Regions from separate parts of the Macaca mulatta genome. Here region 2 is linked to region 1. The links are chromatin contacts, called in public Hi-C maps. All regions are on one chromosome and are shown on one strand. Each heading gives the region's core, a stretch centred on a gene start, on an enhancer-like site or on the middle of the called end of the contact. The rest is flanking DNA. Distances are from core to core; before and after follow the strand shown.

The links. Hi-C and Micro-C count contacts between places; a contact is called where the count stands out from the background.
Region 2: a contact with region 1 is called in a Hi-C map of fetal cortex germinal zone, with 2.0 times the contacts expected there. The contact joins the promoter of HSDL2 here to the promoter of INIP in region 1. A contact is called at or near these places in 2 of 14 Hi-C or Micro-C datasets (fetal cortex germinal zone and fetal cortical plate).

The regions. Positions count from the first base shown.
Region 1 is chr15:45,594,320-45,597,986 of T2T-MMU8v2.0, reverse strand. INIP (INTS3 and NABP interacting protein) reads right to left here and starts at 2,244. Exons shown (of 6, transcript XM_077968323.1): 1 at 2,114-2,244; 2 at 907-987.
Region 2 is chr15:45,923,368-45,927,393 of T2T-MMU8v2.0, reverse strand. It overlaps HSDL2 (hydroxysteroid dehydrogenase like 2), which reads left to right and starts at 1,499. Exons shown (of 11, transcript NM_001199126.2): 1 at 1,499-1,752. The coding sequence starts at 1,736.

The DNA of each region.
Region 1 (3,667 bases), core at 995-3,494:
GAATGGCGGAAACCTGGGAGGCGGAGCTTGCAGTGAGCCGAGATCGCGCCACTGCACTCCAGCCTGGGCGACAGAGCGAGACTCCGTATCAAAAAAAAAAAAAAAAGTTGCAGTAAGCCAAGATCGCACCATTCCAGCCTGGGCAACAAGAGTGAAATTCCATCTCAAAAACAAAACAAAACAAAACAACAACAACAAGAAACACACAAAACACTGTACAGCTGTAAAAAAAAAAAAAAGTATTTTCTTTATATCCTTATTCTATAGGCTTTTTTCTATTTTTAAAATGTTTAATTTTTTACTTTTTAAACTTTTTTGTTAAAAATGACACAAACACATGCATTGGCCTAGGCCTACACACGGTCAGGATTATCAAGATATCACTAGGCGATCGAAATTTTTCAGCTCTGTTATAATCTTATGGGACCACCATCCTATAAGCAGTATGTCATTATTCAGCACATGAGTGTATTTCAAATGTAGTTTTTTTCTTTGCTTTTTTTTTTTTTTTTTTTTGAGATGGAGTCTCACTCTGTCGCCCAGTCTGGAATGCAGTGGCGCGATCTCGGCTCACTGCAAGCTCCACCTCCTGGGTTCAAGAAATTCTCCTCCCTAGTAGCTGGGATTACAGGTGCCTGCCACCACACCCAACTAATTTTTGTATTTTAGTCGAGACAGGGTTTCACCATGTTGGCCAGGCTCATCTCGAACTCCTGACCTCAAGCAGTCCACCCGCCTCAGCCTCCCAAACTACTGGGCTTACAGGAGTGAGTCACCGCTCCTGTCCTGCTATTCATTTTTTAAATTCTGGCTACAGTAACTGCCCTATGCTAAATTTTCTCTTATTCAAATACATTTACTATACGGGGAAAATGTTCCTAGTAAAGAAATTCCCGCTGTCATTACCTTGTCCTGAAGAGTTTGCTGCCATTTTCCTATTTTGTTTCAATTATGTCCAGTGGCAATTGGTCAGCACTTCACAATCACCTGTAAAATATGTGTACACACATATACAATGCACCATATTTTAATCACAAACTAAAAGGAACAGTTAGCCTCCCTCCTTACAATGAAATGTTTGCTGTTTCTTAACCTCTTCACAAAGATACATTTGAAATGTACACGGACTGAAATCCCACATGTAAACTCTGCTAGTGTCTCAAGCATTTAATTAAATACGGCATTGTTTATTCTTGCAGATGTTCATACCATTTAGCATTACTGTCTTTAATAAACATTAGGTTGTATTTACCAAATATATCAACCAATTGATAAGAGTCAATACAATCATGCTGTTAGGAAAAAAAATCATTCACCTATGGTGTCTCTGCATTCGTCTAAAACACATACCCAGCAACTACTGTGTACGCTGAAAGCTAAAAAAAGAAAAGGAGTAGTGTACCTGCTCTACACCATACACTGTGTAAGATGCTCGAAATTAGTTCCTTTATTTATTTATCAACATTTTATAGATGAGGAGACCGTACCCAGGGTCATAAAGCTAGTAAGAATTATTTGGGCTGCTGGTTTCCAAACTTCGTGCTTTCGTACTAAATCCTGGGGAGATCCAAGATGAGCAAGATCCTACTCCTACTCTCAAGGAACATATAATCCGATGGGAAAATAAAGTCTTATTCAAGCAACCATATACTATTAATTTAAAAAAAAAAAAAAAAAAAAGCTTAACAAACGCGCTCTTTAAAAGGTGGGCACAGTGCCGGAGGCACATAATTAATTTCATTGGGAGCAAAGAGTGACGCCTTAGTCTAGGGAGCCGGGAAAGACATAAGAAATAGAAAACAGGCACCGGTTTTTAATAAACGAATCGTTAGGTGTCTACAGCGGCTGACAATGCCGGGTTAGGACTGGAGGACAACAGGGCCATCTTGTGACAGGGCTAGACTGGCGTGCCAGAAAGGTCCCTGCCTGCGGGCGTGCAGAGCCGACTGGGCCAGGACTGTGAACGAGACGAAGGAAGCAAGTAGCAGCGAGAAATGTTGGGTGGCAAGGTCGGAGGGGAGGTCGCTGCCTGTAGCAACAAAGACGGCGGCGGCAGGTTAGGACCGGGGCCACACTTTTCCATTCCCCGGGGCCGCCAGACTGTCGTACTTACCTGGGACCCGAGGACACCGGGACCGCCTCGCTTTCCAATCGCGGCTCTTAAAGGGGGCGCGACCACTTAGGCAAAAGGAGCTCAACTCACCGCACTACAACCTTCCCGCCCCCGCTGAGCTTCCGCCTCCTGACTGACGTGCGCCCCAGGGAGCGGAAACCCCGCCTCCCGCCGGGACCCAACGGCCACCACCCGTCGCGATTCGCACTTTAGCGGCCACCTCAGTGCAGACGTCACTTTTTCTCCAAAGAGTGACAGTCGAAGAGGCTCACGGGAGATGCAAGCAGTACTGTTGGGGGGCGGGGGGCCAGGGTGGGGCGTGGCTCGGGGCGGGGCAGGGCGGGGCTGTCAGGCAGGGGCGGGACGGAGAACAACTGGGTCCCTAGCACCAAGACTGGCTTCTTCTTCATTGCCACGGCCTGGCCGGTCTTGTGACGGTGCGAGTCCACCTTGGCTGGGCCTCGGAGGAGAGGCGAGTCTAGAGGCTAAGCTCGCTTTCGAGCTTTAACAACCATCTCGGATTGCACATCCGCGCACACACATACACACACACACACAAATTCAGGAATATTTTTTGTCTACAGTTTACACAATTATACACAATGAAAGCACTGAACATGGAGGATTTTTATTACAGTGCAATAATCTGCATTTAAGAAGTGGATGTGCCACATCGCAGAACACCAAGATGCCATGAGTGAGATCACCTGCTGCCCACCTGATTCCAGCACAATAGATATCTACACATTTGAATTAAAAGGTAATCTTATATTTACATGTGTTCAAATTGCACTTTTTTTAATTTAAAAAAAATGTTTTTTATAGAGGCAGTGTCTCGCTTTGTTGCCCAGGCTGGTCTTGAACTCCTGGCATCAAGGGATCTGCCCACCTCAGCTTCCCAAAGTGCTGGGATTACAGGCGTGAGCCACACTGCCCTGCTTAAAATTGCAGTGTCTTAATCTCTTCTGAAAGATACATTTGTAAAACACACAGACTTAAATCACAAATGTAAGCTCCCCAAGCGCCTCAAGCATTTAATTAAATAGAATGGATAATGAATTTGAACATGTGTTTTTAATAATCGATGTTTGCTCAAGAGTAAAATGTTTATGATACACAATTTTCTTGTGCACAGATCAATGACTGAAATAATCGTTTCAATACCAAGTATTTATTTACTCAAAACCAAGCATGTATTTACTCTATACCAAGCAGCTATTGAGTGCCTTCTACAATGCGAAGTGCTTCCTGTGCATCAGCTCTGGTCCTGTTGTTTCCTGATTTACATTTGAGACTCGTGTTTCTTGCTCTATGTCAAATAGTGAGCTAAGATTCAAATTGAAAGTTCTGCCAGATGCTAAGTCCTGAGTTCTTAAATCTCACACATTGCCTCTGTTCTGGAGGAAAGAATTCCTCTGAGACCAGTTCTTGCTGACTTTACTTTAATCCAGATATAAAGCCTAACACATGAGCATTTTGATGGTAGGCCAGGAGCCCTTTCAGTTAAGAGGACTTCGTGAGTTCTAGTATGACTAAAAAGATGACTGAGATCTA
Region 2 (4,026 bases), core at 250-2,749, 330 kb before region 1:
GAAGGGACTCTAACAGACTGAGGATATTGTGGCTTTCAAAAAGGAGAGAACATTTTAGATGATACGAAGAAAATGTCACCCCATTACTCAGAATTCACTCTATTCGACAGATATATACACCCCTCAGCAAGTGCTCCTAAGGATGAGAGGAGAGTAAGTTTTTCCATCTATCTCTATCAACACTCTTCCTAAAATACCTAATGCCTAACAAGTCTAAAGAACACACTGGCTACTCATACCTCCCATAGGCAGAGACCTTGTCCTTTTTGTCCTGCTGTATCTCAGGTAACCAGCAGTCACTGAGCGGATGCTAATACATTTGCAAATTCCTCTGGAGCCTCTAAAGACCGTATCATGAATCATCAATTCAAATGCCTATAGGAGTAGGGCAGGTGATATGATTGAGTAAACAGAGTCATTTTAGGGCCTATAACAAAGGGGAGAGAGGCCAGGAGCGGTGGCTCACGCCTGTAATCCTAGCACTTTGGGAGGCCAAGGTGGGCCAATCATTTGAGGTCAGGAGCTCGGGACCAGCCTGACCAACATGGTGAAACCCCGTCTCTACTAAAAATACAAGAAAATTAGCCGGGCGTGGTGGTGCATGCCTGTAGTCCCAGCTACTTAGGAGGCTGAGGGAGGAGAATCGCTTGAACCCAGGAGGCGGAGGTTACAATGAGCCGAGATCCGCGCCACTGCACTCCAGCGTGGGCGACAGCGAGACTCCGTCTCAAAAAACAAAACAAAAACAAAGGGGAGCCTACAACTACATAAGCCATCTCCAGGCTAGTTTCTTTAACGAGTCTTCATATAATAATCTCCTCAGGGTCCTGTTTTATCCCTACAAAATACAAAACAGTTCCTCGTGTCTTCCTTCAAATATACTACAGTCTTTAGCTCATCAGGGTAGCTGAGTTAATCCAAGGCGTAATCCCAAAAGCGAAACTGAATGTCAGAATCGATCTCATCTCAACACTCATTCCAGAAGTAAAAACTTCTTCTGCAAGTTCAGCTTTTGACTAGGAATTCTTCAGCGCGACTTTTGCAGAGAGCTCTGTTCCAAGAAGCTGGCGGCTTAACACAAACTATCTACTCATGCACAAGGTGAGGCTGGCTTGGGTCCAGATTCGGCGGTAGAGTGGAAAAGTTACGCGGGCCGACTTTAACCACAAAGGTAATTTCTGCCCAGGGCTAGCGTTCCCAGAGGAGCCCGAGGGCGCGCCAGGCTCGGGTGCAGGGGCAAGAAGACCCAGAGCTAAGCACCCTCTGAGGGCCCGCCGAGGAGAGGGCGGGCTCAGGGCTCAGAGACCCTCCCAGCTTGGAGCCAGCGCTGGAACACGATAGCGCGAGGAGAAACCCCTAGACACGGCGAAAAGGCTAACGTAGCGGATGACGCTGCCCAGACGTTAGGCGCCGACGGGAGCCTGATTGTCACCGTAGGACCAGTGAGGGGGCGGGGCGGAGCTGTGCCTCAAAGCGCCTGCGCGGAGAGCCCCCTCTCAGGGACCAGGCTGGGAGGCGAGGAAAAGGAACGTGGGGCGCGGGAGGCCGACTGCATACGCAGGCGCACTCGGCGATCCCGGCTTTTCGGCGCACCCGTTCCAGCACAGGCCTTGGGGCGGGGCCTCGGGTGCAGGGGCGGGGCCGGGGCGGGGATAAATGCGGAGGGACTGTCCGGCTTTCGCTCTCAGCTCGCAGCCGCCGCAGTCGCCGCCACCTCCTCTGATCTACTAAAGTCATGTTACCCAACACCGGGTAAGGGGGTCGGGGCGGCGCGGGGAGAGACCCGGTCGGGCGAAGGGCGCGTCTCGGGGGGGCCGCCGCTAATCGCCCGGGCTGGCCGGCCCGGCGGTGGGAAGTCAAGGATGCTGCCTGGGCACGCTCTAAGCTCTGGTCCGCGTTGGGCGCTGTGCACCGAGAATCTGCGGTAACGCGTGAAAAGGAACACAAAGTTTTGTGTTACAGGGTGGCAGCAGTGTAGAAACCTCTTCCACTGGTAAAGGGCCGAGGGTAAGTCACTCTGCCGCCCGCAGTGCTGGCCCTCCCTGAATTTAGCAGGAGTGCATGCCTGGCCGAATGCGTACGAGTTCTAGGTGAAAGGTCGCAGGAGCAGCTCCAGAGTTTAAATGTAGAGTTTTCACTGTTCCTGACGCTCAATTCTAGAGTAATAATGGAGTGTTTAAAAACTGATTTCCAAATTAGAAACAAATTAAACCGATCTTAAAACATAGGTATCTTTTAGGGATTTTTTTCACCTTAAAAAATTGTGTTAAAATACGTATAAAATTTGCCATCTTAACCATTTTTTAAGTGTACACTTTAGTAGTGTTAAGTAGATTCATATCGTTGTGCAGTCAATCTCCAGAACTTTTTTCATCTGCAAGCTGAAACTCTACCCATTAAACAACCCCTCTTCCCCACCTCCGCTCATCCATTGGCAACCACCATTCTACTTTCTGGTTTATGTAAGGTCTGGGTATCTTGAGTTGAGTGACGTGTTGTCAGATTTTGTGATTTGCCTGAAACATGCAGGCATATAGCCAAAGACTTAAAACAGTTCAAAGAATATAGGGTAAAAAGTGAGTCTCCCCATCCGTAAAATCTAGTCCCCCAGTTACTTATGTTATGTTTCTGTTTCGTGCATGTATAAACATATTCTGTATACATCCAGACCCCCCCACACACAGGTACACAGACACACACACCCTTTCTTAAAAGTAGCAGCAAACTCTATTCTTGGTCTTGCTACTTTTAGTTGGTATGTCTTGGGACATTCTTTTTTTTTTTTTTAAAGACAAGGTCTCCCATGTTGCCCAGACTGGCCTCTAGCCTCGAACCCCCAGGCTGATGTTTCTTCCTTCTTAGTCTCTGGAGTACTTGGGATTACAGGCATGCACCACTGTGCCCAGGAACAAACATTTTCGGTACATGCAGATCTTCCGCCTCCTTTTTTTTTTTCTTTTGAGACAGAGTATCGCTCTTCTCCCAGGCTGAAGTGAAGTGGCGTGATCTCGGCTCACTGCAACCTCCGCCTCCTGGGTTCAAGCGATTCTCCTGCCTCAGCCTCCCTAGTAGCTGGGACTACAGGCGCGTGCCACCACGCCATGTTAATTTTTTTGTATTTTTAGTAGAGACGGGGTTTCACCATGTTAGCCAGGATGGTCTCGATTTCCTGACCTCGTGATCCGTCCGCCTCAGCCTCCCAAAGTGCTGGGATTACAGGTGTAAGCCACCGCGCCTGGCCCCTCCTCCTTTTTTTTTTTTTTTCCGAGACAAGAGTCTCACTCTGTCGCCCAGGCTGGAGTGCAGTGGCGCCATCTCGGCTCACTGCAAGCTCCGCCTCCCGGGTTCACGCCATTCTCCTGCCTCAGCCTCCCGAGAAGCTGGGACTACAGGCACCTGCCACCATGCCAGGCTAATTTTTTTGTATTTTTAGTAGAGACGGGGTTTCACCGTGTTCACCAGGAAGGTCTCGATCTCCTGACCTCGTGATCCGCCCACCTGGGCCTCCCAAAGTGCTGGGATTACAGGCGTGAGCCACCATGCCCGGCTACCCCTCCTCCTTTTTAATGGTTGCGTAATATTCTGTAACAGCCTGAGTATCCATTATGCAAAATGCTTGGTTCCAGAAGTGTTTTGGATTTCAGATTTGGTTTGCTCAACCTGTATATGAATATACCTTTGTTTATTTAACCTGTTCCCTATTGTTGGATACTAGACTGTTTCCAGTTTTTTGGATACTCTTTTTGCTTCCATGATTATACTTATATTTCTCTATTTGCATATATGTAAGTGTATATGTAGGGATAAACTCCTGGAAGTGAAATTGCTGGATCGAAGAGTAGATGTGGCTGACACAGTGGCTCACGCCTGTAGTCCCAGTACTTTGGGAGGCCGAGGTGGGTGGATCACTTGAGGTCAAGAGTTCGAGACCAGCCTGGCCAACATGGTGAAACCCTGTCTCCACTAAAACTACAAAATTACAAAAATTACAGATACAAAAATTAGCTGGGCCTGGTGGCGGGCACC